Linked DNA regions of Mus musculus: regions 2, 3, 4, 5, 6 and 7 are each linked to region 1. A link is a contact called in public Hi-C and promoter capture Hi-C data. All regions are on one chromosome and are shown on one strand. Each heading gives the region's core, a stretch centred on a gene start, on an enhancer-like site or on the middle of the called end of the contact. The rest is flanking DNA. Distances are from core to core; before and after follow the strand shown.

Region 1 (4,300 bases), core at 1,152-3,651:
CCCGTCCCGCCCCGAGTCAGCACGCCGAGCCACCCGCGAGCCCCACCCACCCGCCCAGCCAGAGCACAACCCGGAGTCTGCCCCCTACAGGCCGCCCGCGCGCCCGCGGCCCGAGCCCGGGCTACGGCCCAAAGCGCTGTGGGCCCCGTGCACCCTCCCGGCCGGCTGCGTCCGGAGCACCGCGTGAGCAGACTCGGCTCCCGCAGCAGCAACTCACGCTCTGCCTCGCACAGCCACCGCCGGCTTGCGGCCGGATGTCCAGACTCCACAGGGTCCGCTGGCCTCCAGCAAAAAAAAACAAAAAAACAAAATGCCTACCCACGGTGTTCTCCAACTTATCGGGGTCCGGGATAGGGTGGGGGTTCTCGTCCCAAGTTCTACCCCATATCCTTTGTGGCTACGTCAGGAGACATGCTCTGGGAAGGAGTCCACGCTCCAAGGCAAGGCTGTGTGTCCATGCAGTTTCTACACATCGAGTTTAAACTAGTCCTTTGCGCTTTACCCGGCCCACTGCAATGCGGATGTATTTTAATTCTTAAATTCCTTATGGAGTAGGCTTTGTAAGTTGAGCTTCATTTAATCTTACGTTTCTTTCAAGTTAAGTTTACGTGTATAGATTAGGATCAGCTCTCCGGGAGAAATTCAGGTTTTCCATTAAATGTGTGTGTGTGTACACATTTAACAAAACCACTGCCCAGAAGGTCATCTCCCATTATACACTCCTCTCTAACCAAAAAGGAAAAATATTAAGACCAAATCATCGACCCTAGTTAAATAAAACTTTCTCATAGGGTCGCATTGTTCTTTATTTATCTTCAAGGGCCTTTTTTTTTTCTGGGGGAAAAAAGTGTACTTTGCTCTAAAGCATACGCAGCTAACCACCGGATCACTCGAGTGCATATTTGGTTAATCCCCTGGTTTCCCTCTCTACTCCCTCCCCCCAAACTTACAAAAAAAAAAAAAAAAAAAAAAAAGCCACTACACAAAACAAAAACACTCCCTATGCCAAGCAAGACGCTGCTATACTGTGCACAAAACAAACCTAACCATCACAACCCAATCTCAGAAACCCAGTTTTCAGGGAGAAATTATTCGTATTAACATGCATTCACTCAGGCACACATATACTTTTACATGAGCTATGTTTTTCCCCTCAAACTAGAAACCATGAATCTTTAGAACCAAAACCAGCCTCTTTATAAAAGTCAATACCAATAAATGCATTCCCAGTAACATGATTCCCAACTGGGTCATGTTGCAAGCTAGATAAGCCAAAAGGGCCACATATATTAAATGATGTGCCAGTGCTAGAAGATCGCCATAATCGTACTCTGGATTGCAACTTAGCTTCCAACACACATACCTTACACGATTTTCCAAATAACACTAATAACAGGCTCATTTGTATGCAAAGTGCAATATGGGACCAAATCCGCCCGAGAATGCAGTTAGATCACTGCGGGGGCCCCCACACACAGAACCCCAACCTCCACCAAAACCCCTTGCCTTTCACCAAAACTACATCAACGTTGTGTCATTCGAGGTCAATTTATATACTTGAGGTATCTCTACACCAGTCTGTTTTCTCAACCAAACTAGGCAGACACGACTTTGCCTGAAAAGCCCTTTCGGAAAAGAAAGAGCTTTATCGGACGCTGTTTAAAACCTTTCAGCTGCAGAATTATCTATAAACTTGACATTCACAACCATCGCTTAAAACTGCAAGCCAAAGGATGTGTTGTTAAGAGCACTTACGTATTTCTTCTGAATGATATTCCTCTTGGGTCTTTCCTTGCTCATTCTGAGATCCAAATGCTGATTGCAAAAGGGGACAATTGCTTCATGAATTTAAAGCCGTCAGAAATTTGCAAAAAAATATCCTGGTGGTTTTTATTGTTGTTGGTGGTGGTTGATCTTGTAATCCGACTTTTCTTCCTCTTCCCCCAAAACCAGATTCGCCTTGAAATAAATCCGAAATTGAGAAGGATAAAAGAAAAAATATAAAAAGAGCCAAAGACGAGCGAAGCAAACAAGAAAAATTCACTTTAGTAAAACACTCATAATGGAAAATTTCCCCCGAAACATACAACAGACACAAAAAAAGAAAAGAAAAAAAAAGAAGAAAAAAAAAAAAACCGACGCCCTTCACTCCCCCCCTTTTTCTTCCAAAAACTACATCAGCGAAACGTGAAGGTCCTTAGTATCTGATCTGTAGTTACATCTTGAAGAAGAAAAAAGGAAAAGATAAATTTAAAATGTTGGAAGTCACGTTTGTGCTGCAGCAGCAGTGCGAGCAGAAGAGTCAACTCCAGCGGCGGCGGTGGCGGCGGCAGCACCACAGCGGAGGGCTCGCCGAGTCTCTTTTTTCCAAGCCCCTTAACCAATGAGAGAGAGGCTAGCCAGCCCAACTTTAAATGGACTCTGCTTTTATACAAGTTAGGGCTCCTCGGCTAATTCGCCACCTCCCGCCAGCCGAAAACTCCCACAGCTGAGCCCCCCGCACGCCTGCCTAACCTCTGCCCACAAGCCCCGGCCCGGTGCGGAGAACTCCCGCAGCCCCGTCGACGAGACCCCGGAAAGGCCTCCACGAAGCCTCTGCGGGCCGCCCGTCAGGCGCCTCTCCCACGCCGAGCCCAGTCGTGGAATTGAGAGAGGCTCCCTAGCTCAATGCATGGCACGCTCGGTCGCTCCACCTCAGCCCCTTCCCCCCCCCCCCCCCCACCCGCAGTCCGCTCACCCAACAGTCGCCGCATGCAAACCTTCGCCACTGCCCTCACGTCTACCTGCAGCCGGGCAGCTGGGTACCAGTGCCCCAGGACGCCCGGCCCGGGGGAGAGCCGCCTATTCCCGGGGCACCTTAGAATAGTCCCCTTGATCTTCTGGAAGTTGTAGTCCCTTGACTACAAAATGGCTATGGCCACGGAAGCGAAGAACTACAATTCCCAGCGTGCCCCACGCCTCCTGTCACTCAACTCCCTTTTCCCCGATCGCTTCCCCCTCCCCCTTCCCCGGGCCCTGCCAACAAACGCTTGGACGTGTCCCGCGTGCGACACTGCTAGAGGCTGGCTCGGGATTGGCCCGCGGAGCGTGTGGTCCGGGAGCGAGGAACTCCCCACGCCGGCCCCGCCCCCCAGTCCCCTCCCCGCGGGGGCCGCCCTCCCGGCCCGGCCCGGCTCGGCCCGGCCCCGCGCGCCCCGCCCCGCCCCCACCCCGGGCGCGAACCGCCTGTGGAATCGAGGAATCGGCGCGCGAGAGCGCGCCCGCGGGCCCGCGAGGGCAAGCCGCCAGGCTTCCCGGGGGAAAGGCCTCGGAGCGTGGCGGCGGCGGCGGCGGGGGGCGGTGTCAGCGAGGGGTTGGAGCGGGTCCTCAGCCAAACTGGGCCACGCACCAAGAGGGATCCTCGCTCGGTGCGAACTCGCTGATCGGCAGCGCCCGCTTGCTTCAGCCGTTGCCGGCGGTGTCACCTCAGGACAAGCGCCCGTGTGCCGAGCAAGCGGGCGGCCGCTCGGCCGCCGGGGTGGTCCGAGGTCACGGCTCCAAGCCGGCCCGCGGCCGCACGCGACCCCACGCGCGAGGCAGACGCGGCTGGGGCAGCCTCCCGGCGAAAGCTCGCGGCCTCGTGGTCGCCGGCCCGCGTGCCCGCCCCTGTCCCCGGGGCCGACGCGACCCTAGGCCGTCGCCGGTGGCTCCGAGGTGAAGCCCCGCCGTCCCTGGAGACGGTGAAGGGGGTCTTTACCCTCAGGACTAGGGCTGTCCGCGACCGAGACTCCCAACGCCGAGGTGAAACCGTGAACGGAAAAATGGAGACCGACCCCCCAACACAGGCAGCCCGTAAGGAAGCGTCTCGAACACTGAGTGCCCGAGAGCCCAATGGTCTGTGCCCCGCAGCCTTACCTGCCCCAGCCCCTGCCCTGCCCAGGCTCGCCAGTCGCTCAGATCAATGGATCGCAGGCCCTGCTGTCGCTCTCGGGGGCATTCGCAGGAACTTTAGCACGGCTCCCAGCCTCGGCGCTAATTTCCTGGTTCTAACCTATGGTCTTCAAGGTCCTGCTTTTCAAATCTGACTGGCTAGCCTCAGGGAAGCGAAAAGGCTTGGAGCCTCTCCCATCCACCTGCAGACACACATTGGCTTCTTCCTCTCTCTCCTCCCGGGCAGTCGGTTCCCAAAACAAGCACTCCCGAGTCACGACCATTCCACTGTTAGTCGCAACAGGGCAACTTAGTCATGGTGTCTAGAAGGTTCTAAAAAAGCGAGTTAACACCTATGGATTCAGAGGTCACAGTGGCCACTTCAGACAAG
Region 2 (4,300 bases), core at 881-3,380, 2.0 Mb before region 1:
CTGCCACAGCCTGCAACAAACCAACCACACAAATATGAGAGCATTGTATTTTTTTTCCTCTCTATGTAAATATATGCAGGAAATGAATGAAATAACTGCGATCAAGCCCAAAAGGGATGTGGACTTTTTCATGAATTCTGTGAAGACTGTCCCTTCCAGGAATGAGCTGCTAGCCTCTGCTGGAAACTTAATTCTGTTGGGCCGAGAAGGGACCAGAGAGGAACAGTTCTGCTTGTTTTGTAGCCCTGGGGGAGAGAACACACTCAGAGTGAAGGCAGGTTGGGAAGGGAGGACACAGAAAGAGAGGAAATGAATTCTTTTCATCAACTTTGGTAACTTGTCTCAGGGGTTAAGGTCAGACACAGACTGTACCAACTGGTTACAGCAGGGTCTTTGATGTTCTGAAAGGTACTATAAGTTCAAAGGTACTGTAAGTTTTGTTTTATTAATTTGATTTCAATAGTGATTTGAATTGTACACTTTGGGGGTGGGCTGGTGCAAGAGATCACTTTTGGTAGTGGATTTCTGGTTGGCACTAAGTGCTTTCTGTCTGTACAGCTATTATAAGCAGAATCGTGTCCCTGTTGAGGTAAATATTCATTCTATTTGCAGATGAGGAAAGTGAAGCTTAGAAAGAAGATCACTAATCTCCCCAAGGCTACACAGCTAGTAAGTGACAGATTCAAACAATCTATTTGATTTTATAGTTATAAACTTTAGAACGCTGTTCTCTAATAGAACATTAAGTCTATGATTCTCCATAATCGATTCTTTTTCCTAATCATAGTTACTTATTTCATAAAAACAAAAAACAAAAAAACCCTGGGTTATAGTCCTGGCTTTGAGTGCCCAATTAGATATCCACCCTCTTTTATTTTTTTCCAAGTCAGTTCTCTATGCAGCCCTAGCTGTCTTGGAAAACGCTTTGTAGACCAGGCTGGCCTTGAAGTCACAGAGATCCATCTACATCTGACTCCTGAGTGCTGGGATCAAAGATGTCTGTCACCAGCCAGGCTCTAAATCGATACCCTTAATGGTGCCCCTTAAATTTTCTTGGTTTCCATATAGTCCATTGAATGACTAGGCTGGACCACATGATCACACAGACCTTTTGTCTAATGCCTGCATCTTTAACACGGTGTATCCGGTCTTTGAGGATACATTGTTTAGTCACCTAACTATAATATTAACTGAAGCAAATATATGTTTACTAGGGATATATGAGTCACCCTTAATGTGTGTTGATTGCATAGGTCATAATTGCAACCATTTACTGCGTTTCTTGTATACCAGGAAATCTACTGGGTGCTCTCTACACAGACGACCGCACTAGCTCCCCACAACTTTATAAGGTAGATTTAAATAGTAGAGTCATCCAAGGTCAAGTTTGTAAGTAGTGAAGCAACTCAGAATGCCAGCACGGTGTGTGTTGACAACAAAGCCCTTATATGTTTAATGAAACAGTAATGAAGTTGTATTTTTTGCTTTCGTTGAGACAGAATCTCACTATGAAGCTGAGGGTAATGTGTAACTAGCCATTCCCCTGTGTCTGCCTCCCAAGTGCCAAATGCCTTTCCTACTTTGTTTTTGGCCTGGGGATCGCGGCCACGGTTAATTTCAACGCGGTCTCCCCCCCCCCCCCCCCGGATTGTGATGCATTATGGTTCTTTGATTTTACTGTTTACTTCCATTCGGCTTATAATTGATGAATGGGAGATTACAGTATTCGTGTCGAGTGCCCTTCTGAATCTAAACAAGCAGCCAACCGCCGCCAAATGACCCGGGCTTTGTGCCTCTGCGGTGCTCCGTGGGTGTCCTTCCGCTATAGCCTGCCTTTCCGAGAATCCGCGTTCTGGCCAGAAAAACTACATTTCCCAGAGGCTCCCACGACAGGGAGCGCGGGCTCGGCCAACCCTTCCTTCCTTCACCCATCCCCCCCCGCATTGTCGCAGCGTGATGACGCAAAGCGTCGGTCGCGGAGGAGTGACGGTGTTCTGGCTCGCGACCGGGGCGGCCGCCTCAACAGCGGTAATAGGCGCAAGAGCGGCGGCGGCGGCGACGACTGCAGGGACGACGACGGCGGCGGCGGCGGTGGGGCGGGCGCAGCGCGCACAGGGGGAGGGGTTGGCGGGCGGCGCCAGCGGCCTGGACTGCGGCAGCGACGGCCAGGGCGACTGAAGAGGAGCCTCTAGCAGCGGGCGGTCGAGCTAGGCCTCAGCGGCGCCCGGAGCTGCTCGCGCCGGCCTCGGCGGGAGATCTCCATAGAGACGGTGACAAACACAGACGCGGGGGTCCGCACGCGGCCGGCGCTCCTCAGCCACCTCGGGGCCCTCAGCCGCCGCCACCGCCTTCCTCGCCGCCGCGCGCACTCTCAGTTCCCGCTCGCTCCCTCGCGGTTCTCGCTGTGTCTGTGTGTCGCCTAGGGCCGGGCGGGGGAGGCCCTCAGGCCGCCGCCTCTGCCTCTCCCGCCCGGGAGCGGTAGTGGGAGGCCGCCCAGGCTCCGCCATGGCCTCGGAAGCCGGAGGCATAGGAGGGGGCGGCGGCGGCGGCAAGATCCGGACTCGTCGTTGCCACCAGGGGCCGGTGAAGCCTTACCAACAGGGGCGACCCCAACACCAGGTACGGGACCGGTACGCCGTGGCGACTGGGCGGCTCCGGGCGGTCTCTTTGGGGGGCGGTGCGAGGACCCGGCGGCCCCACGTGGAGGGGACCAGAGGGCCTGAGGCTGGACCCGGGTGGCGACGGGAAGTGGGTAGAGCCTGGCCGGGCCTGGCGGCAGACACGTGGGATGCGAGCGGCCTCTCCCAGCCCTCCCGCCCAAGGGCTTTCCCTGGCGGGCACAGGGCGGGAAAAGAAATCTCAGGCTTCGGATATTCGGGCTGCTGCTGCTGCTGCTGCTTCTTCTTTTTTTTTTTTTTTTTTGGCGGGTTTTTGGGGGTTAAATGGTATTCCTCACGACCTCACGAAGGGAACAAGGGAAAGATGTGGCAACAGGCCCATCCGCTGGCAGGCTTTTTCTTTCTTGTGTTCCCGGGTTCAGGGTGCGCGGGGAGATTAATCTGCCACCGCGGCCCGGAGAGACTTGGGGAGGGGGCGCTGTTACCCATATCGTGGAATAATTTCGGTTTTAGACGCGTTAAATCATTAATGGTAGTCCGGTCCCCTCGTCTGTCTGCTTGGCCTTTCCAGATCGGAACACACTGGTTTAGCTTCTCATCCTTTCCTCTCTTAACTGAGTTATAGTTATGTGGCACTGAGGCGTTTTGAAAGTCCCTCGCCGCTCTTACGTCTGGTCTCTGATGCGTGGTTCTTCCCTCTCTTCTCTCCACCCCGCTCTATATACTGAAGACCAGAATCATCCACTCTCTACAGTTGACCAGTTCTTCAGCTCTGATCTCATACACCAAATATTTTTAATACTGGGCGTTTTCTAGAAGTTTAAGGTATTTCGGGCTCACCAGGGGTGTTACTTAAGCCACCGTATGCCTTCTTTGGGTGTTTATAAAAATGTCGATTCTTGTTGTAAACGAGATAGTTGGTTCAGAGAACACTTTCAGTTATTAAAAATTGTGAGAATTAAAACGTTAAAAACTCACTTTAACGAAGCCACTTTTTAAAAGTAGGAAGTGTATATTTTAAGCTTACTGAAGAAGGGCTAATATATAACTTGTTGCATACTCTTAAATGTAGACTTTTTGTTTATTCTGGCTAGTGCTAAAATTGAATACTTGTTGGTAATGTTAAATTATATCACTTTTGAGATTTTTAAAATAAAGATAGGGAAAGTTTTGAATAGAAACAGCTGTGTTTTATGTACTAAGAAGTTATTTGTCATTGCTTGGAAGCCTTGCAATATTACCATTTTCCCTGAATGCTGAGGAGCCCGGGGTCTTCAGAAGCAGACTTTAAGATTAAAATCAGGTCACAAGCCTGGCCGTTTTACTTTGCCTAATACTGTACAATGGACATTAAGGCAAACATACTCTTATACTAAGAGTAATGAACCACCTCTGATTGCTTGAAAACAGTTTGAGCAAAGAAATGGATGGCTTGGATAGAGTTTAAAAAGAAGCCAATATTATGTATGATATTATGATAGAATTTAGAAAGAAGCCAAAGTTATGATCACAGCTTATTTTAAAATGTATTTAGGTTAAAAAAAAAAACCAAACTAATTTGAGAGAGAAGTGCATTCAACTAAAACCAAACATGTTTTAGAGCTGGTACAGATTTCAAGCTGTATGGTTTTAGAGCTCAGTAGTTCTAAGACATGTTAGCTTCTTGCCTCAGTCATTTAATT
Region 3 (4,300 bases), core at 1,154-3,653, 1.6 Mb after region 1:
ATTTTGTTTAGTATGCTCTATATTTTCCCAACTTCAAAATGTCTATTGAGGCATCATTCCTCAGAATGTATTTCAGCTAATCAACACGAACCGTATCTTACAGTTTCCAGTTGAAGATCAAACACCCATCTCTACCCTACCTCCAATCTCAAAAATCCCCTCTGCACAAAAGGCTCCACCTTTCCAGGTCTGAAACCTCCCCTAGACCATACCTCCAACTGTGGGGTAAACATCCACACACATGAGCCTCTCGGGGACATTCTGTGTCCTTTCTGCTTGGTGAACAGAGGTCCTTTTATGCTTTGTTCAGGAACTTCTACCTGCAAGGTGAGGACGGACCTGTGGCCTACTGGGTTGGTGGAGACAAAATCCCCAGCCTGCCTTGGCAGTTTGGTTTTCCCCTTTACAGGACAATGTGCCGCCTATCTGAACTCACTGCTGTTGCTGCCCTCTGCTGTTTCTATTGAGAATTACAGGGTACTGGGTTCCTGGGGCTGCCGGGCTGGTAAAATGCCACGTTTGTGGTGGGGATCCCTGACGTGCATTCTGCTTAAGATTTGATTAAGCATCCTAGAATTCATTTTCGAGGCACCTTCACACCTCCGCCCTTCACTTTGACATGGACATACAACCCGCAGCAGCTTCTGGGTGCTGCTTGCAAATGCAACCACATAGAGCCCAGCCTTCCCACAACTGAATGTTAACAGTCAATTCTCAAACCGTTTTACTTTCTCCTTTTGTTTGTGCCCCATGACATGCCCAGACTGGAGTGGAGTCTCAAATATGCTATGACTTCCATTTCATACACACATGTCCAGGTTGTCATTTCCTGCCATTATGATTTAGTGAGTACTTTAAAAAGTGGCAATTGGCGTGGACCCAGGCCCTTTTGTATGCTATCTGAGGGTTTCTATTGCGGTGATGAAACAGCCTGACCAAAAAGCAAGTTGGGGAGGAAAGGGTTTATGAGGCTTACACTTCAACAGACCTGTTCATCACTGGAGGAAGTCAGGACAGGAACTCAAATAGGGTAGGAACCCAGAGGTAGGAGCTGGTGCGGAGGCCATGGAGGGATGCTGCTTACTGCCTTGCTCCCCATGACTTGCTCAGCCTGCTTTCTTACAGAACCCGGGGCCACCACAATAGGCTGGACCCTCCATCAATCACTAATTAAGAAAAAGCTGGGTCTCATGGAGGTGTCTTCTCATTTGAGGCTTCCTCCTTTCAGTCACTCTAGCTTGTGTCAGGTTGAGGTAAGATTAGCCAGCTCAGCATGTGACTTCACCACTAGCTGCACTCACTCACAGCCTTAAAAATCCCTAACTCTCCGGCCCAGGTACTGCTTTCTCTGCAGTAATTTCCCAACACTCATGGGGACAGCGCCTCACTGCGGCCGTGTTACCTCCTTGGCTTGTTACTGTGATAAAAATACTTGAAGAGACCTCGGGAGGAAGGGCTTACAATGTGAGTGAGCCAGATTGGCACTAACAATCCAAAAAACGAATCAGTAGTCCGTCCCAGACAGCTATATCTTCCTAATAGTTCCCTAATTCAGTCCTTGCTTCCAACTCAGTGCCACCTGGGGATGGACAAAGAACATGCTCTCCGTGACAAATCACACAGGATGCCCCAGTTCTGTCCAGCGGCTCGCAGCTTCCCCAAGCAAGCAGCCTTAACTGACTGCGCGCTTGGCATTCTAGGTCTGAGTAGCTGCCAAAAGGCAAATGGCAGCAACTGCCCCTTTGCACAGTAAACGATGAACAAATGGTTTTGCTTATCCCTCCTTGATCATTGGGGGACCAATAAGTTTTTGTTTTTAAGTTTTAAATATTTGTGTATAAAGGTTTTGTCTGCGTGCATGAGCACCATGCGCGTGCCCCGTACTGGCAGAAATCAGAAGGGGTAGTTTGGAATTCCTGCAACTGGAGTTATTGATGGTTGTGAATCACCACGTGAGTGCTGGGATTTGAACCCGGGTTCTGTACAAAAGCCGTAAGTGCTCTTAATTGTCGAGCTATCTCTCCTGCCCATCACTCAGTTTTTAATAGCTGAGGACTTAACTGATTTGCTTTCTCATGGTCACTTGGAACGTTTGGAAGAAGAAGTGCAGCCCAATCGATTAGCAAAGGCTCGTTTCCGATTTTCCACCGGGCGAGGTGGAAGAAACACCGCCTGAGGGATCCCGGTTTCCACGGGGCAGAAGAGTGCCCTAAGCAAGCACTCTGAACGAAGGGGAGACGATCACCAGGGTTTCGGGATCGAGGTGAGAGGGACAGACGTGGATACTCAAGGGCGCACAGACTCGGCCGCTACCACCTCTCAGGGCTTCAGCTTCACCCGGTTAACATCCACGTGTGGGTGGGACTCCCAGCAGATGTCCTCTGCGCACGCGCATCCGGGGCGACGTCACGTCCGGCGGCGGGAGTTAGAGGCGGAGAGGGCCGGGCCGGGTGTCTCATGGCATCGCTCCCCTCGCTCGCTCGGCCCTGACGCTTATGGTTCCGTCTGCCTGCCGGTAGCACAGCGTTGCCGGGCCGGTTCTCCGCCGCCTCCCGGATCTCTGAGTCTGAGCCGGGTGTGTTTGCTCTACTCGAGGTGAAGCGTGCATACCGGGAGAGCGGGGCCTGGGGCTTCACTGGGTTGTGGGCACCTTTCCCGCAGGTGGAGTCACCTGGGCAAGATTTGACAGCGCATCTTTCAGGGCGACTCCTGTGCCATCACAGTGCAGTCCCAGGAATGCTGTCGATAGACGACAGGGGCAGCGAATGCTTAAAAATACAAAAACCAAAAGAGCCCTCAAACTACAGATTGCATTTTAATCTTTGGGTTTTTTTTTTTTAACAGCTATGAAGAGGCCGTGGAACTCTTTAAAGGCAATTCTAAATTCTAAATAGCTTTTTTCAAAAATGAATTGCAATCTTCCCCATAACAGAAGCTGTTCAGATATCTAACTCCCAACAAGAAGTCCAAACTCCCCTGGTTATCTGGGGACGTCTCGGGGGCTTTTAGTAGCTGAGGACTTTATTCTTTGGAAGAATGTTTGCATCTTTAGTGCCTAGTCACTAAACCTAGTTTGATCTTTTCTTTTGGTTTACCATTAATATCACAAAGACTGTTCTGAAAGAATTATGTATTCTCTGAGATGATTTGAGTGCTCTTGCCAGATTTTTAGCCGTCTTCTGGTTATACTTTAATGCTTTTTCTCTGTTGGAGTTTTGTATTTTGATAATACAAAACTTGGTAGAATTGTGTTTATAGGAAGAAAAATAAGGGCAGGACTTAGGGCTTCCCTCCACCCCCTTCTAATTTCTCCAAATGCCTATTTTCGAGAGGACAGCTAAGCAAAACAAAACAAAAACCAAACCAAAACAAACAAACAAACAAAAAAGGAAATTAAGGTCACCTAGAATTTTACTAACTGAATAACTTGTTAATATTTTGGATGTCTCCTCTTATTTTAAAACATACCTATCTTGGACCAGAAGCCGTGGTCCACACCTTTTACCCCCCGCACCTAGGAGGCAGAGAGTTTGAGGCCAGCCTGGGCTACTTAGTGAGACCTTAGTTGTAAAACTGGAAGCAGAATTAGTACACACCACTGGTTAGCCCCATTTATATAACATATCCTGCCAGCTTTTCTAATTCATCTTATTTGTTCATTTGTATTTTGTTCATTCATGAGAACAAGGTATTTCATTGTGCCAGGGGTTCTTATAAGAAGGAACCCTAGAGGCCCCCTCTGTGCTACCTATTTTAGTAGCTTGGAGGGCAGCTGACCTATATCTTCATATCTATATCTTTGGCCAAGTTGCATTAGGAAGGTGGGATAGGGTTGTGTGGATCCAAAGATTTAATGCTCCTTGCTTAGGGCCAGGCAATTTATCATATTTGACTTATTGAAAAGGCCGAGAAAAATCACCTAATGTCCTTCCCAATTCTTCTTTCTTTGGTTTTAGGCTCACCTAAAAAAAATCCCTCCAAGGATGAAACATGACTGACGACTCTCAGAGGAACTTTCGATCAGTCTACTATGAGAAAGTCGGGTTTCGTGGTGTCGAAGAAAAGAAATCACTGGAAATCCTCCTGAAAGATGACCGTTTGGGTGAGTCTCAGCTGCATATGTTCATTAGTTCAAAGTTACCAGGTAAATATTTCTGCAAAAGACTCAAAGCAGTACTTATTACTTGGTGTGTGTGTGTGTGTGTGTGTGTGTGTGTGTGTGTAATCAGAGTGGTGTAGTTTAAGGAAAATTGAAGATTTTTCAGATTCATTGAGAGGCAGAAGGTTGTTATAAAGCTTC
Region 4 (4,300 bases), core at 917-3,416, 1.5 Mb after region 1:
TAGGGTAAAACTTTTATTAGCCTGTGGGATATGACATTCCTGAGTCTAATTATCAAATTTTGAACAGAGTATAGAAAGACACAAGAAAATCCTTGCTATAGAGGTAGTTTATTTTATTTTTTATTTTAAAAATATTTATTTATTTACTTATTTTTATGCATTGTTTTGCTGAATGTATGTATGTCTGTGGGAGGGTGTCAGACCCAGAACTGGAGTTAGAGACAGGTGTGAGCTGCCATGCGGGTGCTGGCCATTGAATTCAGGTCTTCTGGGCGAGTAGCCAGTGCTCTTAACTCTGAGCTGTCTCTCCATCTCTTATTTACTTTTTTATCATCACATTTTAAACTCTTCCTGGCTCTCTCTGATCTTCTCACTTGCCCTCTCCCATTTGTCAAATGTTTGCCAAGGTGTTGGGATTTTTCTGAAAGCCACACCCTTCTGCAGACATGTCCTCTCTCTTCGGAGGTGTGAGACAAACTCAAGTTGTGGCTTCTTCAATGAGTGTGTGGCCTTGGAAGTTTGGCTTAGAGAGGCAACTGCAAAGACTGGGATAGCACAGTCCTCTGTCACCTCTGTTGCGCCCAGTGGGTTGTCAGGACACAACATCATGGTGTCGCCAACTGCTTCGTGGTTTACAGAAAGATGCCTTACCTTGCTTTTGCTTTTCACAGCTGTGAAATAAACAGTGCTTTACAGGCAAAAATGGAAGGGCAGAGAGGTGAAGGGGCGTGTCTCAAGATGCAGATAACGGAACGAGCTTGTCTGCAACCACTAGGACGATGCTCTCTTCCCAATGGACACAGCCAGCCTTTTCCAGAGCAAAAGAAACCTGAAGAGAATCTGAAGCATTTGGCAAATGGCTGAGTCCCCCGGCTTCTCGCCCAGTCTCCATTCGCCCATAAGCTCTGTTCCTAGCTCAAGGACTGCCTCTCCAGTGATGCAGGCCTCTGCTTCTGGGTTCTCAGAGGGATTTCTGCTGTAACCGTGTCCACCTTTTGGAGTGACCAGAGGCATTGTCCGACTAAGTTCCAGCCTTTCGGCATAACAGTTGTGTTTTACAGAATACAGAGTTCATGCTTAAGAACCTTGCAATCTAGTTATATATGTTTTTATATGTCACACACACACACACACACACACACACACACACAGAGAGAGAGAGAGAGAGAGAGAGAGAGAGAGAGAGAGAGAGAGTCATAAAGATGGTTAAGAATTGGGAACCTGATAGGCTGCCCCAGGATGAATGAGATACTAAGTCATTGTTGGGAACAGGCCAGCCCTGAGTCCCAGTTGTGCCTTCCAGTCTTCTTGTGGCCTACAAGACTACACGACATAGGAAGAGCTGCAGAAAGATCAACCAGGTGTTGTATTGGGGACACCAAGCCCCACACATACCTGTTTCTATGGCTCCCTGGCATTGGATCTCTGCACTGTGTATGCCTATCAGGATGGGCCTGTGACACCCCAGGCTGTGTATGTGGCCTTGGGCAAGTGGGTTTCTTTATCCAGAACTTGCTCCTAGGAGGCCCCACTGAAACAGAAAGAAGAGAAGCAGGAGAGACTGCCTCAGCCTGCCTCATGAGCTCCAGGAAGTTGTTTCCTGTGTCTTGCAGGGCTACAAAATAGGCCCCCCCAAACCCAATAAAATAGGGGCCCCAAACCCAGCCATGGCCCTTGGAGCGTGCTTGGTGTATGTGAGCCAGATTCTCTGAGTTCTTTTCCTCCTTCTGAGAACAACTGGTGAGCACGCTATCACCTTAATTTTAATTTCTACCAGACTCACGTGGAGGCCGGCTCCTGCTTGGTTTTCTGGCGGGGAGGTCAGGTTTCATCTGTCCGGCAGGAAGCAGCATGGAATGGAGGTCTTGAAGTTTTCAGTCAGGGCTGCTGACTCTGCTGTCTCCCTCAAGTAGCTCTAGAAAGAACTCTTAACAAGCTTACGACTTCCAGATGGGGTCTGGAGCCATTTCCTGCCCTTCTGACTCCCATTAGTTTTAGCTCAGCCCTGGAAGAAATAGTCCCTAATCGGTAGCTGCAGACATGGCCTCTCAGGTCCAGACTGCCTGGGTTTTAAGTCTTGCCTTTGGTTGGTTCTACAGCCTTAGGCAAGTGGCCTTTTCTAGCTTCTCTGTTCTCATCGGTGTCTAGGGTAGGGGCAGAAATTTTAGTTTCAATTTCAGCTCAATGGTGGAGGGTTGACTCTTCTAGCCTATTATCGTTATCAGGAGTAGAGTGGACGTCCACCTGCTGACTTTGAGTCTCACGTAGGTGTCAAAGGAAGGGCCCATCTCTGAGATACTTTATGGAGCTACTTCACAGGAGGCTGTGTGAAGTATAAGGAGGAGTATGGTATATTCCAGACCGCAGCACAGCCAGCCTCAGGTCTGTTCTTAGTCTCAGAGTTGAGTGTCTGTGACTCAGCTCCCTTGGTGTCTTCCCCTGCTTGGTGTAATGGGTCTGAGCACATCCTCAGGGTGACATGTGATACCGATGGGAGGTGGCTAGCCACCTGCCTGTCTTGCATTGATCTCCTCAGTGTTGAGTACACATACCAACTATTCTGTCTCCCAGGCATGTCTGCCTGTGTAATTGTATGAGTTTTAGCAGTCAATAGGACTCCAGTTTCTATATTGGAGTGAAGGATTCTGGGTTTTGTTGTTTGTTTGTTTGTTTGTTTGCTTGCTTGCTTGCTTGCTTGTTGAAGTGTGAGGAATGGGACACTGGGCCTTGTGCATAGAAGTAATCTAGCACTTCATTGTAGAACTATGCACCCAACCCCTCTATGTGGGGTCTTAGGCAAGCTCTCTATCACTGAACCTTCCAGCCCTTTTCTGGATTCTAGGCAGGTGTTCTACCACTGAACCACACCCCGGCCCAGGCTTATTTGCATATCACTTTCTTTATACCAAGTTCTATAAGGCAGAAACCCTATTTGACCTCAAATGTAGTGCCACGTGGGGTTCTTGTAAAGAAAACAAGATTTCTATTTTCTCTTGGTTAAGTGTCCAGTAAACCAGATGCAGGGTATCTCTAGCTCCCTTGGGCCTGTGACACTTTCTGTACACCCGGTTTGTTGCTGGCTAGGATCTTCCACCTCAAAGATGTGCACCTAAAATGGCGTAGGCTATAGAAGAAATGGCCAGATAAAGCACACAGGGTTGAAAGCATCGCCTCTAATGCATCTGCTCATCTCACACTGTGACACAAAGCTTCCCTGAAGGCCCTGTGTCCAGCATTGCCAAACCAGGCTAAGGCATCCCACCAGGGCACCTCCTTCTCACTAAGAGAAACTTTATGCCAAGAAGTCCTCGTCCTGATTCCCGCATCCTTTGGGGGTGGAGTTGGGGGGAGCGTGGGAAAGTCTGTTGTTTAACAAAGAAACCAGTCCCGGGTATCTGGGTTTGCCTAGGCTTCCGAACCAGATGGAAATGATGGGAGCCCAAAAGAGCACGGGCCTCTTTTCTCCTCCATCCCATCTTCCTTCTCCTCACCCACCTCAAAGAGAAGGTGACTGGCTTGTGAAGGGCTGCAGTGAAGAGGCCCAGGCTTTGGGGGAATGTCTGCTCCTGTGCTCTCAAGGCAATGTTTAAAATAAATTAGGAGCAAATAGGGAAGCTGGATATAGGCAAGGAAGGGGTGGGTTGGGCTGTGGATGGGGAGGGAACGGGCACACCCATGGAGCAGTATGGGGCCACTAAACACATAGGGAGCTTCGGTTTGCTCCTTGTCAGCACATGCAGTCTCTTGTCCCTTCTAACCATGCCCTTCTGCATCCTCAGGGTCATCCTCTCTCTTACTCTTGCTCTCTCTTTCTCTCTCTCTCTTTATGTTTTGAAACAGGGTCTCACTGTGGAGCTATGCCTGGCCCAGAGCTTGCTATGTAGGGCAGGCTGGCAGCACAGAGAGTTACCTCCCCAGTGCTGATATTAAAGGCATGTGTCACTGTGCCTGACTCATCTTCTCTCTCTTGAAAGCTCAGCCTGACAACTTGTGCACCGTGGACCTCTTGATCGTTTTTGGGGTATTTGCCTCACCATCAGAGGGAGCATGTTATTCCTTTTATTGTTGCCAGGACAATAAAGACCAAATGGCAGTTTAAATTAAATATGGGCATGATGAGAGATTGAGGAATGGAGAACACGTGTGTATGTGTTTATGCATGGATATCTGTGTATCAGTGCAGGGCATGTTAGAGTGTGTGTGCACATGTGTGTATGTGTGCATGTATTCGTGTGTGCATGCATGCATAAGTGCATGTGTGTGTATGTGTGCATGTGTGAACCATACACACATGTGTGTA
Region 5 (4,300 bases), core at 933-3,432, 1.3 Mb after region 1:
GGGCCACCGCACCCCACTTTTTAATCGGGACTTGAACTCCGGTTTTCAAGGTTGTACAGCAAACACTTTACCAACCGAGCCATCTCCGGAGTCTGGTTTTTAATTTTTTGAACGGAGAAGTCAAAAGGTACGGTTATCTTATCTACCACACTGATATCCCCAAAGGTTCTCTGCTTCTGCTGATGTGGGAAAGTGCCGTTTTACAATGTTCCCTTACAGTTCATTAATCTGTTGACACCGACTGGAGGACAACCAGTTTCTCCAAGAAAAAGATTTTGACAAGGTTTCAGAAGGTTCCATTCCCTTAACAGTGCCTAGGGTATGTAAAAAGTTCTAAGTGCCCTGACAGAAAAATTTCATGACTAAAATCTTTTTTTCTTAATATTTATTTATTTATTATTTATATAAGTACACTGTAGTTGTCTTCAGACACACCAGAGGGGCCATCAGACCCCAGTACAGATGGTTGTGAGTCACCATGTGGTTGCTGGGAATTGAACTCAGGACCTCTGGAAGAGCAATCGGTGCTCTTAACTGCTGAGCCGTCTCACCAGTCCATGTGTAAAATCTTAATGAATGTCAAGGTTGTTTGATGAGGCTTGGAGCCCGTGGGGTCCATCTTGGCTACCAATATGTAGAACATGGCTTCCATTGAACTCCTTTTATTTTAGTATAAACGAAAGTTTTAGTGTTTTTTAAATTCAGTGGCGTCATGTAAACATGCTGTGATTTGTTAAAAAAAATGTAGAGCCGAGGTTAGAGTTATGGGGCATTTTATTACTAATGAACAATGGAGTGTCTAGTGTGGGTAATTTAAGATGGAAATTAGGCAGAAGGACTGCTACAACTGGCTAGGCGCTATGTCCATGGGAGTCTTCGATTAAGTCACCATTGACCCATTCGCTTCAAAAACAAAATAACTAGTTCTCTATTAACCAACCATTCCATGCTTATACGGTCCAATCAGAGCCAGCATATCATCTCCGGAAGCTAACACAGCATCGGAATCTGTACCATGTAGATTATGGGAGTGAAGCCTGATTTTTGCCGGGCTAAGGAAAGGGTAGGTTAAACAAAGGGAAGTGCCGAAAACAGACTAGTAATGCTATGTGGGGGTCAGAGAGCAACACTTGGCAAATTGTGCCACACGGGTTGACCAAGCACTCTACTGAGAATTGCAAAGTAGGAAGTCTCCTTTTTTAAAACTCTGCTGACCTCAGTAAATATTTCCATGTTTAAAAAAAAATGGGCATAATTCTCTGCTACCTAACAAAGAGGCCTATGATGAGAATTAATGAGCTTATAAAATGTTTTGACGTCTGTCTCCAGAAGCCCTTCCTAAACGCTCACACAGTTCGCATTCCTGCCCTTTGACGATCTGCCCGTCTTGATTGGTATTCCTAACGTGGCTGTTTCTCCCCCATTAAGTTCACTCGGACTCCTCATAAATTAATTAATTAACGAGAGGGTCACTCATGAAGCGGGAGACTTCGCCTTCAGAAATGGTTTCCAAGGGCCCTTTATTGACCCGCTAGCTAGGCGGTAAGGCGTTAGAAACCCCGGGCTCAGCTCCCGGCGGCGCAGCAGGGCTCGATTGCTCTCGCCTGGGCGCGCTGCGGCCTCCCGGCGGCTGAGGGGGACGGCCCGTCGAGACGCGACGAGGCCGCCGGTCGGCGCAGCTAGGATCCCGCAGCCACCGGAGGCCCGCGGCCGAACCCGCGCCCGCGTCCTCGCCCGCGCCGGCGAGCCCCAGGCCGCGGAGAAGGCCGTCCGCGCGCGCACCAGGCCCGCCCCTCGCGCCGCGGCCCGCCTCCTCGCCTGGCGCCGCCCGCGCGCAGCGTCTCGCGCCGCCCGCCCGCTCGCTCGCCCGCCGGGAAACAGCCGCGAGAGCAGCGGCCGCCGCGGCCGCTCGCACCTCCTCGCAGTCTCTCTTCCCCGCTTCACCGCGTCGCCCAGGGCCGCGCGCCCTTCCGCCCGCTCCCCTCGCTGTCCCACCGCATCGCTCCCGGTCGCGTGCCCGCCAGCGCCTGGCCAACGCTCCCTCGCGCCCGCCCGCGGTCGGTCTCCTCAACCGCCGCGCTCCGCCGGGCCGCGCGGCCCGCCGCCTGCTTCCGGGGCGGGCGGACTCTGGGCGCCTGGTGCCGGCGGCCGCAGCGACAGCGCCCCCGGGAAGCGCAGGAGGAAGCAGGGACGAGTGGAGGTGCCGCAGGCTGAGTCGCGGCCGGGATGTCCGGGCAGCCGCCGCCACCGCCGCCGCAACAGCAGCCGCCGCCGCCGCCGCCCGCCGCCGGGGCCCCGGGCTCCGGAGTCGCCCTGCCCGCGGCCGCGGCCGCCAGCGCCGGCTCCTCCCCGGCCGGCTCGCCCGGTGGAGGCTTGGGGGCCGCAGCGGCCGCCCTGCTGCTCCACCCGCCGCCGCCGCCGCCGCCTCCCCCGGCCACCGCCGCGCCGCCGCCCCCCGCCTCGGCGGCCGCCCCCGCCACCGCGCCGCCCGGCCTGGCGGTGGGCCCCGGCCCGGCCGCAGGCGTCCCGGTCCCGGGCCTGGCGGCGGGCAGCAGCGCCGCTGCCCCTTTCCCGCACGGCGACTCGGCCCTCAACGAGCAGGAGAAGGAGCTGCAGAGGCGGCTGAAGCGCCTCTACCCGGCTGTGGATGAGCAGGAGACGCCGCTGCCCCGGTCCTGGAGCCCGAAGGACAAGTTCAGCTACATCGGCCTCTCGCAGAACAACCTGCGGGTGCACTACAAAGGTACGGGGCGCGGGGTCCGGCGGAGAGATCGGACGGTGCGGGGCGAGGCTCTGGGCGAGGGAAGGTGAGAGTGGGGTCCCAGGTGGGAAGGAGCTGGGATCCCTAGGCCCGGAGCTGGACGCTTTGAGGGAATCCGGGATGACCAGACACATCGCACCTTCTGATTTCCTGGAGATAAATCTATGGGCCGGAGTTGGGTTACATTGTTCTCCAGGTGGAGGGTCAGGCCATCTCCTCTTACGCAGCAGGGGTGAGAGGCACGATTCCGAGGTACAGTTTCTAATTAAGGGAGAACAGAGATCCACAGGAGGGGGAGGGAGGCGTGATCAGTGGAGGATTTGTCCCAAATTAGGCCAGAGATTGTCTAGGGGGACAAAAGGACAAGGGGCCCAAGTTGGCCATCATTGCACCTTACTGAAAGCAACTGGGAGAGGAACCTCAGGATTCCCTGTTTTCTTCGGGGAGCAGACCCCCCCCCCCTCCGGATTGGAAATGCCCCGTGTTTCCGGGTTGGTGTTACATGAAGTTTTGTTGAAAACAAGGGTTTTAAAACATACCGATTAGCATTTTCAAAAACAAAAAACAAAAAAAAAAAAACCAAAACTGGCTTATATTTTGCACCTGCAGTTAACAAAGTTAACCACCTTAGGCTGCTGCTTTCTCCCATCCCCACTTTTTCCTAGGTTAAAACAAAGCTTTAAGCAAACTGGTTGTATAGAAGATTATAAATGCCAGTAAGGGGTTTTTGAAATGTAGCTCAGATTAATGGCATACGTCAAGTTTAGCTGTGTGGAAGGGGCAAAGAAAAAAATGCAGTGGTATCAGTTTGAACACAGTCGGTGTTTTAGGCCCTAAATCTAAAGCAGAGGATTTTACATTCTAAGCAGGCTCATTTTGATTGGCTCTAAAGGAAGGGTCTTTGGCTCCTAGTGAGGATATAAACAACCTTGCTGTAAGATTCTGAAAGAATTCAGAACAGGGTTTGCGAAGACTCTTGACAAATCGGCTACTATTTAATTAGAAACGCTTATGGCAACAGAAATCTGCTGAATGCTTTGGCTGTAAAGAATCTACACAAAGATGGGCCTTGTTGAACATTCCTTTTTATTCTTGCCATAGATCCAAAGAAGTACTTATTATTTTGAACGTTATGTTCCTTGGTGTAAGTGGCTGAAAATTTCAAAATACTGAAGTTTTTTTTTTCTTCTTCCTTTCAGTTAGGACATTTTGTTGCTTTCCTTGTAGATTGTTACTTAATTTTGTTTTTAAATTTGTGTGAACAGTGAGTGCTATGTTATGAAGTGTTTACTTCTGTTTTGGCAGCCAGAATGCTTTTGTTAGATTTGACAAAACTTTATTATTTTAAATTTGTAGTTTATAGTAAATAAAAAGCTTGTAAAGGCAGAGACTGTGTGTGTAGGGGAGATTAGTGAACAAAGAATCCTAGCTTTCCTGAGTTCTAGCAGTCACTGGTGATACTAGGTATGTCACAAGAGAGGGCCTCAGCCTCTTCTGAGTGATGTGGGAGTCCAGCTGGGTACTCGGTAAGGAATTTTC
Region 6 (4,300 bases), core at 1,350-3,849, 1.2 Mb after region 1:
ACCTGGTGCTCACCTATTGGCCAGACTGGCTGACTACCAAGCTCCTTGGATTCACCCTGTCTCTGATTCCCCTGCCCTGGGATCACAGGTGTATGCACCCAGGTTTTTTTTGTTTGTTTTTGTTTTGTTTTTCGAGACAGGGTTTCTCTGTATAGCCCTGGCTGTCCTGGAACTCACTTTGTAGACCAGGCTGGCCTCGAACTCAGAAATCTGCCTGCCTCTGCCTCCCAAGTGCTGCAATTAAAGGCATGTGCCACCACGTCCGGCTGCACCCAGTTTTTATGTGTGTTTTCAGCTTGACCTCGGGCCTTTACATTTGTGGCACAGGCGCTCACTGATGGAGCCACCTCCCTATCCCTGTTTTTGTCTTTGTTTTGAGATGTGCCACTTGAATTTCTTTAGAACAAGCATTCTAAGAGGCCAGAGCAGACACAATACCGCTTTTCCTCATCTGGCCTTAGAAAGGCCACACAGCATCTGGTTATGAGAGAGGAAAGGCACCCACCTACTAGAGCATAGATGAGCGCACAGAGGCAAGGGGCACTGGGACAGCGGTGGGGATGGGGCAGCCCCACAGAGACTAAAGGAAGCCATCTACAGTCACGCCTAGTGAGGGTGTAAGACTTTGCTCTCACCTAAGTGCTGTGGACATGAGCACTATGGGTACAGTACTTCTCACAGAAATTTGCATATTATACTGAAAGACTCCGAGAGGAGCCCCTCGCTCAGGCCTCAGGCAATAGCGGACACCCAAGAACTCACAAGAGACCAAGCTTGATGCAAACCACATGAGGCTTTATTCGGGGAAAGCCAGAACTCAGGGGACAACTCATATCCCACGCAGGGGTAGAGGAGTTGACCTCGAGGAAAAAGGGGTCCCAGTTTTTATAGGCCCTCAGGGGGGAAAGGAGAAGGTGGGAGTAGGGGATTTCCAGATCTAAACAATGTCTATTCTCAAGAAATGGGTATGGGAGGGGTACAAGGAGAGAGTCTGGTGCAGGTGTAGCAACTCCGGATTGGTTCCGGCTGGGGAGATTTTCCAACCCTATCCCAGCAACCAATATCACAAACACCTGGCAATGGGCTTCATCAGTGGGCACACACATGGGTTCAAGGAGTGGCCAGAGCATTGTGCACCTCTATTTTTCTAAATCAGTGAAGCTAGTTCTGCTAACAATGACATCTATCTTGCCAATTTCAGGGCTTCTGTGACCTTTTACATTTTGTCAGGATCTTTCAATACTTTTCTCTGTGATTGTAGAATTCAAATATTTCCCAACAAATGGAGGATCTCCAGGCACTAGCCAGAAGACAAAGAAATATGTCCTTGGAACTTGATCTTTCCAGGTATTCCAAAACGTATACACAAATAACTATTTCTTTTATCAGGACTAAGATTGTCTGTTGTAGGATAGAAGCAGCCCTTTTCTGGTGTTCCCATATTGGCTCCAATATTAAAACCTAGCTTTCTTTCTTTTTTGGGGGGGGGATGGTGGGGGTGGTGGGATGGGGTAGAGTATTTGGAGTTAGAGACAGGGTTTCTCTGTATAGCTCTGGCTGTCCTGGAACTCACTCTGTAGACCAGGCTGCCTCGAACTCAGAGATCTGCCTGCCTCTGCCTCTGGAGAACTGGAATTGAAAGCATGTGTCGAGGGGTATTTTTTAATTCAATTCCGCATTGTCTGTGCAGTTGTACTTGTGTGCACATGGCTATGAAGGCCAGAGGGCATCCTTGGCTATTGCTCCTTAGGTATAGCCACCCTGGTTTTATGAGACAGGATCTCTCACAACCTAGGACTCAGCAAGTCCTAGGCTCTGCCAGATGTCCATCTAGCCCTAGCTAATCACCGGTCTCTACCACGCCAGCACTGAAATCACAAGCACCTGCTACCACATGTGGCCTTTGAGATGTGGGTTCTGGGGATTGAACTTGGGCCCTTACGCTTGTGTGGCAAGCACCTTTTTAACTGAGCTATTTCCCCAGCCCCTTTACTAAAACATAGAGTGTGCTTTTTCTTCTGCATCAGGGGCAGGGGGTAGAGCACTTGCCTAGAAAGTGCAAGGTCATGCCTTCAATCCCCAGCACAATGTACCGTTGTCTATGCTAATGCAGGGGTTAAGTAAACATTCCTCCACACCTTCCCTCAGGCTTCAGCTCCAAGGAATTTCCAGCGCAACTTATGAAGTGACCCTGCCACTCCTATCAGCTACCTTTGTCCCCGTGACCAATAGACCTTCTAACTGAGAACAAATTAATTCATCGCTTAGTTCCAAAATGGCCTCAAAAAATGGATTTTTCCAAATTTAGTTTTGTCAAATGTACAAAACAGAGAGAGAGAGAGAGAGAGAGAGAGAGAGAGAACTCTGTATTTATTCTTCCTCTCTAGAGTGTGAGAATTAGATTTTTACTCAACCCCATGATGGAAAACCTGAAGGGCTTCCCACTTCTGGGTGGTGTTGAGGTTGGGGAAAACAGGTGCAAACTAAAAAGGCTGCTGGTTCTGGGGAGAAAGAAGGAGGCGAGCCGGGGAGCTCAGCTGTTTGTTTGTGTGCTGATGTAATGGCACACAGCCCTACCAAGCTCAGATGTGTTTCGACTTGAGCTCCAGGGGAAAGTTACACAAAGGCAGGTTCCAGGGATCTCTCTGTTCTGCAGTCTGAGTAGGCCGGGCTGCTCTCACGGAGCTATTTCTGTATAAAAAGCTGTCTGGAAGCATCTGAGAAGCCACTAACCACCGCGGTTGACTGCGATGGTGTGCCTTCTTTTCGCTCCTCGGTTGCCCCATTTCCCCTCCATTTTGTGTTTCAAAGGATGACGGGCGTGGGGCAATATATATGTCTGTGTGTGTGTGTGTGTGTGTGTGTGTGTGTGTGTGTGTGTTCCAGAGCTATGTTGCCATGGAGAGTGTGATTTGGAAAAAGGCATTTCATCAGCCACTTGAGCTGAACGTATAAAAATGCCATTCAGAACTCGAAGCCTCTCTTCTCTGCCGAGCCACAGAAAGGACAAGGGAGGAACCTGAGACAGTGGCCTCTGGGGAAGGGAACTGAGGAGGAGCCAGTGAAGTAAGAGAGACCAACACTTCATGTGGATTAACTTTGATTGTTTTCTAACATAGCATGCAGTACACACACACACACACACACACACACACATACACACTGAAGTTTAAAAGCAGGCTGAATTATCGTGGGCTGAAAACAAGGAAGGAAGTTGCCTGGCTTTTGGGAAAGCAGAGACAGTTTCACCCCATCCATTAGACTGGGCAGTATATGTTGAGAAGAAAACCAGGCCTGTCAGACTCCATTCTGTTTATTCCACGAAGTGGATTAAAGAGCCATCAACAATAACTCTAGACACATTCTCTCTGGCCACATTTCAGAAAAAGATGCAGCTGGTCGAGAATCCAGCAGGGGTGGATTGCATGGAGCTGAGTGTGTATGTCACATGCTCCGCCGAGGTCGTTTGCCAAACCAACATGAGACAGCTCACCGGGCTGGCTGAGGGAGCTCCCAACCCAGTCACGCAGAATATTAAGTACCCTTTCACAATGTGTGTGCACATGGCTTTGCTTCTCTCGGGCTCCAGGAGTTGCTGTGGCCTTCTTGTGTGATGTGTTGACTTCGCTGAGCTGATGGTGTCCTACTTCCAAGTTACAGGGGAAAGGTCCCGATAGTGGTGCCTTTCCCGTATTTCCTATGCTGGAAGTCCATCAAAACAGAGCATCAACACAGTATCTCCTGGTGGTGCCAGTATCCACCGGGGCCATAAGTGCATTGTGCTTTTCTACTCGTTGGGAATCAATAGCCAATTTGAGAGACAGGAAGACGGAATGAGAAAGAAAAACATTGCCTATCACAAAAATAACTTGAGAATTGTGCAATCTGCCCACATTGGTTATTTGTGTTGAATTTGCTTTCGGCACTCAGTTAAATATACCACACCCGACCTCTGCAGCAACAACTCCCTTCCTTTTCAGTAGCAAAGTGGTGGGACCTAGAGAAACTTTCTGGGAGTTTGGCAAGATCTAGCAAACTGTTTCCATTAGATCTGGCAAAAGAAAGGTAGCAAAGAGAAGCCCACTGATCCGCTACAGCTTTTTGTGGTGAGCTATTCAGGAAGGCTGCCCTTTGGGGGTCTCAGATACAGCTCAATAATAGAGCTCTTGCCTAATAGGAGTGAGGCTAGGTCTGGGAATTATCTCACACACAAAAAACCGAAGCCGTGGTTGGGTTTTTGTTTTGTTTTGTTTTGTTTGTATGTGAGATAATTCCCGGACCTAGCAGACTTGGCTGACAA
Region 7 (4,300 bases), core at 1,254-3,753, 1.2 Mb after region 1:
TAAAGCAACAAGTGATGGTAAGTTCCCCTTTCTGTCCTCTGGCATATATGAAAGTGAAAGTATATATACTTATTAGTAGATTAAAGTCACAAGTACAATATAGGTACTGGAAAACTCAGCTCTATGTGGAATATGCATAATATACTTCCAAAGCACACGTCAGGTGATGTTTTGACGACCCGTGTCTGTGGCCACATTCGTTAACAAGATTGCATTGTGGGAATATTTTGCTTTCTTAAGATATGGTCTCCCTGTGAGCAACTCCAGCTCTCCAGCTCCCTCTGTGTCTCTTGCGTGTGGGAGCTTACAGGCCTCTGCCACCAGGCCTGCTAAATCATTGTAAACCAAAACTCCTCTAAAGTAGCCTTCCCTGAGACCCGTCTCGGAGAGGGTGGCTCTGTAGGATTCTATGCGGGTTAGATGGTTGCTAGCCCAGCATTTGGTTACTTCAGGAAAGAGCAGTGGTGTTAGAAAAGATGTAGATGAGCCTTAGTGAGAAACCTTCTGCTGACTATTTGTTCCTTTGGTCAATCTTTACTTTCTAAAATGCTCTAGATAATTTTATTCACACATCATAAGCAGTTGAGCCCTACGGGTAGTGCTGACATTTGGGTCAAAGGGGACTGTGCAGATAACCACAAGGGCTAGACACAGAGCTGATTGGAGACGTGGCTGACCCTGAGTCCCAGGACACCAGGAGGCCTGGCTCCATGTCTCTGACCAGCTCCCATGGGAGAAGCAGCGGGCAGTCCCAAGCTTAAGTCTCAGAAGGCTCAGATCTCTTACCGTGGCTTCTTATTCTCTTTGTCCTCTGCCCTCTGACCAGGATGAAGTGACCAAAGTCCGGACAGATACCAAATTAAACTTCAATCTAGAAAAAAGCAGAGTAAAAGAACTGGTATGTTCCTTTATTAAAAGTAAATCATTAATTTATTTCTTTTTAGACTGGAATGCTTGTTGAAGTCTTACTCTTATATGCAAGACACAAATATCATTAGACACTTGTAAGAGTTCACAACTTGATTTTAAATTCTAATTGCATTCTAGATCAGGACTTAAATTTAGTTTCACAAGTAACATTTAAATTAAAACGTCAAACAGAATTTGAAACTTTTATTTCAAAGATAATAGAGTGTATGTTACACAGATGTTTATAAGACAGTTACACTCAGTCGTAATCTATTAAATGCTGATTTAATCCCCACAGCCCTAACTGAAGTTAGCTGATTTTATGACTTAGGTAATATTACCATCATATTACATTCTACATTGAACTTTGATAAAGCTTATTTCTACATTGTCTTTTAAATGATATGAGTAGTTGTGTGTTTCAATAGATAGATGTTGCGTTATTCTGGTGGGGTTGGTTGGTTGGTTTTTGTTTTGTTTAGCTTTTTCGCAGTTCTGAGACTCAGACTCTAGGCTTCATACTTTCTACTGTGATACCAGTGACACAGAACCCCCGACCCCTCACCCCCCCCACACACACTCTCTTTCCCTGGGCTACAGTACCCCTCCACACTCTATTGACTTTTTATTCCTGTCTGAGTTCTCCCATCTTCTTGCTCAGACCCTCCTTAGCTTGAGTAACATTAAAGGTACCTTTGTTACTTGTGGCGTAAGAAGGCTAGGGCGTGTGGAGCGTTTTTTTTTTTGTTTGTTTGTTTGTTTGTTTTTTTTTTTTTTTTTTTTTTTTTGCAGTAGCAAGACACGGCTCCCATGCAGAGGAAACCGCACAGCTCTTCCTGCTCTGGTCACTGCTGAGTTCGTCTTCAGTCCTTATGTCCCAGTGATGCCTGAAGCTAGAACTCAGACAAGTGTGTGATCGCATCTGAACTGCCTTGCATTTCAGCGGTTACACTGAGCTTTGTTACCCGGAATAATGGCTGTCTCTAACGTGATGCTGTGGGGTCCCAAGGATCTAGTCACGTAGCCTATAGAAAGCTTCCGTGAACTCCTTGACTAGTGTCTAAAAGAGAAACTCTTTGCTAGGTTTTGCTGTAATTCACTTGGTTTAGGAAGGTAGTGACGTGGTTGTGCAGAACCGGGGTGGAAAGAAATATATCTCAGAGACTGGGAGAGCTCCAGGGAGTAGAGATGCATAAAAAGTAGAGGATTTACCAAGGGAGGGAGCCGGCATCAGTGCCCTGAAGCACAAGGCAGGGCTGCGTGGCACCACTAATAAATGTCTGAGCTCCGTAATGCAGACGCAGACAAGGGATTGGAATTCTTTATCTTTTTGGTAAATTAGGACTAAGGTTGTGACTCGGTGGAAGAGCACTTAACTGGGCATGTGCAGAGCTCTGGGCTTGATACTCAACACAGCCAACAAAAAAATAGGCTGTGGTAATATTTACAGCAGATTTCTACAGCTGGTCCAGAGGTCCAGGAGATAGAGCCACAGATATGTGGTTTTTTTTCAATTGTGACATTGTGGAGATGTAGGCCTTTCTTTTCCCTGAGTATTTGCTGCACACTGCACTCTGCCCTCTGCTGGTGATCTGAGGAATTGCACTGATCTGAAACCCAACTTATGTAATCAGCTAGGTTCCTTGGTCACGGGCTGGTCCTTAGTTCAGGGTTCCAGAGTTCGGGGGCGTGTTTTTACTTCTGACCACTGCATTTTTCCATTGATTGCTCCAGTAGTTTGAAGACAATATTTTATAGGTATAAATTTTTAGGTACTTGAAGGGCATCTAACATTTTTCCTGATAACATTGTTGTCTTTAAACTACAGGTTGTACAGGTTGCCCTTTGCTAAGTTAGATACTAATGCTCATTACTATGGAAACATGTCTGATTTTTATTTTATTGTCAACAGAGCAGTACTAAGTTTTTTTTCCTAGCATTAATAGCTAACAGCTTTCAGGGACGTTGGGCTGCGGTTTCCCACAGCAGAGATTCTTTTGAGTGTTGTTAAGACAGCCTGGGAAGCCTTGCTGGGTCTCGTGCATCCATGTTATTCTTTACAGCAGTAATATATCTTGTTACAGAGTTATATTTCTTGAGCTATTTTTTCCCAATATTATACTGCTTCTATAAATGTCAGTGATGTCTGTCATACTTGTAGTTATGGGAGTATCATTCCTAAATTAAATGGTGCCCCTCCCCTTTATCAGCCCTTCCAAACCCGAAGGCACATAGATCTACACCCATATTCATGGGACTCAAGAAATGCTGTTCTAATCGTAGGCAGGACCCAGTGATGTCACAGCCAAGAGATTTTAAAAAAATAAAATAAAACAAGAAAGAGAGAAGAGAAGTGGAAAGGGGCCACACACCACACCATCAATGCCTTGGTTTCTTTCTGGTGCTGTGAGAAACACCATAACCAAAGGCAGCCTGGGGAGGACAGGGTTTATTTCCGTTTACAGCCTGTAGTCACCATCGGAGGAAGTCGGGGCAGAGACCTGGAGGCAGGAGCTGATGCGGAGGCCATGGAGGGATGCTGCTTACTGGCTTGTTCCCCATGGCTTGCTCAGCTTGCTTTCTTAGAGAACCCAACCATCAACACAGTGAACTGGGCCTTCCACATCAATCATGAAAACGCCCCCCAGGCCAGCCTGGTGAGCCATTCTCACAACGGAGGATCCGTCTTCCCAATGACTCTAGCTGTGCCCGGGTGATATTAAGCCAGCCACACAGTCAGTGAATATAAGAAGCTTAAACTTCAGAGAAAGAGCAGGCGGGCAACAGTGATCAGGGTGTCGGTCTCCTGTTAGATGTTCCAGGACACAGTGAGGACTGCGTGTTTAAGGCACCGGAAGGAATGGATGAGACTCTAAGCATGCCGCATGTTTGTTTCAGTACTCGCTGAACGAGAAGAAGATGCTGGAACTGAGGACTGAAATAGTGTCGCTGGTAAGGACTTAGGTTGGATTTTCTGCTACTGTTTTCGTCTTTGCCTCTCCCTGTGCTTAGTTTTTAACCAACGTCTGGCATGTCACAGGACGATGTGCACATTTAGTTGGGGATCTTTTTCTTTGTAAAATATATGCATGAGTTACCAGTTACCATGAATAACAATTTTATGTGCATAATTTAGTATCATGTTTTAAAGATGCGTGTGTGTGTGTGTGTGTGTGTGTCTGTGTGTGTGTGTGTTTCTTTCTGTATATATTACATAGCTTAGCAGGAGAGTGTGTCTGTAGCTTATGGGATGGGTGATACCCATATTGTGTTGCCTGGGGCCTGTGCTTCCAGATCATCTGTAAGACAAGAGGACCTTTCTCTGGAATGGCTTCATTTCCTCATTATTTGCCCACATTGGTATCCATAAGAAACTACTTGTGCTTGAATT

Evidence for each region. Promoter capture Hi-C pulls out the DNA fragments that hold promoters and counts their contacts. Hi-C and Micro-C count contacts between places; a contact is called where the count stands out from the background.
Region 2: a Hi-C map of regulatory T cells shows a contact between it and region 1, with 12 times the contacts expected there. The contact joins the promoter of Nup153 here to the promoter of Jarid2 in region 1. A contact is called at or near these places in 2 of 484 Hi-C or Micro-C datasets (CD8 T cells and regulatory T cells).
Region 3: a promoter capture Hi-C map of pre-B cells shows a contact between it and region 1, with 6 times the contacts expected there. The contact joins the promoter of Tbc1d7 here to the promoter of Jarid2 in region 1. A contact is called at or near these places in 4 of 39 promoter capture datasets (cranial neural crest, hippocampal neurons, liver and 1 more), 3 of 484 Hi-C or Micro-C datasets (B cells, CD8 T cells and regulatory T cells) and 4 of 115 datasets of contacts at active chromatin or transcription factors (astrocytes, embryonic forebrain, embryonic stem cells and 1 more).
Region 4: a promoter capture Hi-C map of liver shows a contact between it and region 1, with 2.1 times the contacts expected there. The contact joins the enhancer-like site here to the promoter of Jarid2 in region 1. A contact is called at or near these places in 2 of 39 promoter capture datasets (liver and pre-B cells), 3 of 115 datasets of contacts at active chromatin or transcription factors (embryonic stem cells, extraembryonic endoderm stem cells and thymic regulatory T cells) and 1 of 9 other capture datasets (adipose tissue).
Region 5: a promoter capture Hi-C map of liver shows a contact between it and region 1, with 6 times the contacts expected there. The contact joins the promoter of Ranbp9 here to the promoter of Jarid2 in region 1. A contact is called at or near these places in 7 of 39 promoter capture datasets (3T3-L1-derived adipocytes, hippocampal neurons, liver and 3 more), 3 of 484 Hi-C or Micro-C datasets (CD4 T cells, embryonic stem cells and liver), 9 of 115 datasets of contacts at active chromatin or transcription factors (the 230-238 cell line, astrocytes, embryonic stem cells and 5 more) and 2 of 9 other capture datasets (adipose tissue and liver).
Region 6: a contact with region 1 is called in a promoter capture Hi-C map of liver, with 3 times the contacts expected there. The contact joins the enhancer-like site here to the promoter of Jarid2 in region 1. A contact is called at or near these places in 1 of 39 promoter capture datasets (liver), 3 of 115 datasets of contacts at active chromatin or transcription factors (embryonic forebrain, embryonic hindbrain and embryonic stem cells) and 2 of 9 other capture datasets (adipose tissue and liver).
Region 7: a contact with region 1 is called in a promoter capture Hi-C map of liver, with 4 times the contacts expected there. The contact joins the enhancer-like site here to the promoter of Jarid2 in region 1. A contact is called at or near these places in 8 of 39 promoter capture datasets (the 3T3-L1 cell line, the C10 cell line, frontonasal cranial neural crest and 4 more), 6 of 484 Hi-C or Micro-C datasets (B cells, CD4 T cells, LSK cells and 3 more), 10 of 115 datasets of contacts at active chromatin or transcription factors (the 230-238 cell line, T-cell acute lymphoblastic leukemia, double positive thymocytes and 7 more) and 2 of 9 other capture datasets (adipose tissue and liver).

The regions. Positions count from the first base shown.
Region 1 is chr13:44,729,372-44,733,671 of GRCm38.p6, reverse strand. Jarid2 (jumonji, AT rich interactive domain 2) reads right to left here and starts at 2,401. Exons shown (of 18, transcript NM_001205043.1): 1 at 1,756-2,401. The coding sequence starts at 1,800.
Region 2 is chr13:46,725,679-46,729,978 of GRCm38.p6, reverse strand. It overlaps Nup153 (nucleoporin 153), which reads left to right and starts at 2,130. Exons shown (of 22, transcript NM_175749.2): 1 at 2,130-2,619. The coding sequence starts at 2,506. All of the region lies in intron 1 of Gm46412 (a long non-coding RNA gene), which reads right to left.
Region 3 is chr13:43,169,604-43,173,903 of GRCm38.p6, reverse strand. It overlaps Tbc1d7 (TBC1 domain family, member 7), which reads left to right and starts at 2,403. Exons shown (of 8, transcript NM_001252639.1): 1 at 2,403-2,595; 2 at 3,957-4,102. The coding sequence starts at 3,991. Gm40929 (a long non-coding RNA gene) reads right to left here and starts at 2,082. Exons shown (of 4, transcript XR_873309.3): 1 at 2,062-2,082; 2 at 213-320.
Region 4 is chr13:43,241,582-43,245,881 of GRCm38.p6, reverse strand. All of the region lies in intron 1 of Gfod1 (glucose-fructose oxidoreductase domain containing 1), which reads left to right. It overlaps LOC115488162 (a long non-coding RNA gene), which reads left to right. Exons shown (of 2, transcript XR_003950633.1): 2 at 1-1,155. Among named protein-coding and RNA genes, the nearest start is that of Gfod1, 60 kb to the left of the region's middle. Within about 2 kb of position 2,166, at least 85 of the 459 cell types and tissues checked have an H3K27ac peak or open chromatin away from gene starts, as enhancers often do. A contact at or near this core is called in liver and thymic regulatory T cells, where this site is marked.
Region 5 is chr13:43,478,855-43,483,154 of GRCm38.p6, reverse strand. Ranbp9 (RAN binding protein 9) reads left to right here and starts at 2,182. Exons shown (of 14, transcript NM_019930.2): 1 at 2,182-2,743. The coding sequence starts at 2,227.
Region 6 is chr13:43,524,275-43,528,574 of GRCm38.p6, reverse strand. The region is part of intron 2 of Gm32939 (a long non-coding RNA gene); the gene reads right to left. Among named protein-coding and RNA genes, the nearest start is that of Gm32939, 9.6 kb to the right of the region's middle. Within about 2 kb of position 2,599, at least 216 of the 459 cell types and tissues checked have an H3K27ac peak or open chromatin away from gene starts, as enhancers often do. A contact at or near this core is called in adipose tissue and liver, where this site is marked.
Region 7 is chr13:43,545,249-43,549,548 of GRCm38.p6, reverse strand. Mcur1 (mitochondrial calcium uniporter regulator 1) reads left to right here. Exons shown (of 9, transcript NM_001081059.3): 5 at 1-17; 6 at 827-898; 7 at 3,808-3,861. Among named protein-coding and RNA genes, the nearest start is that of Mcur1, 13 kb to the left of the region's middle. Within about 2 kb of position 2,503, at least 29 of the 459 cell types and tissues checked have an H3K27ac peak or open chromatin away from gene starts, as enhancers often do. A contact at or near this core is called in B cells, adipose tissue, bone marrow-derived macrophages and 2 more, where this site is marked.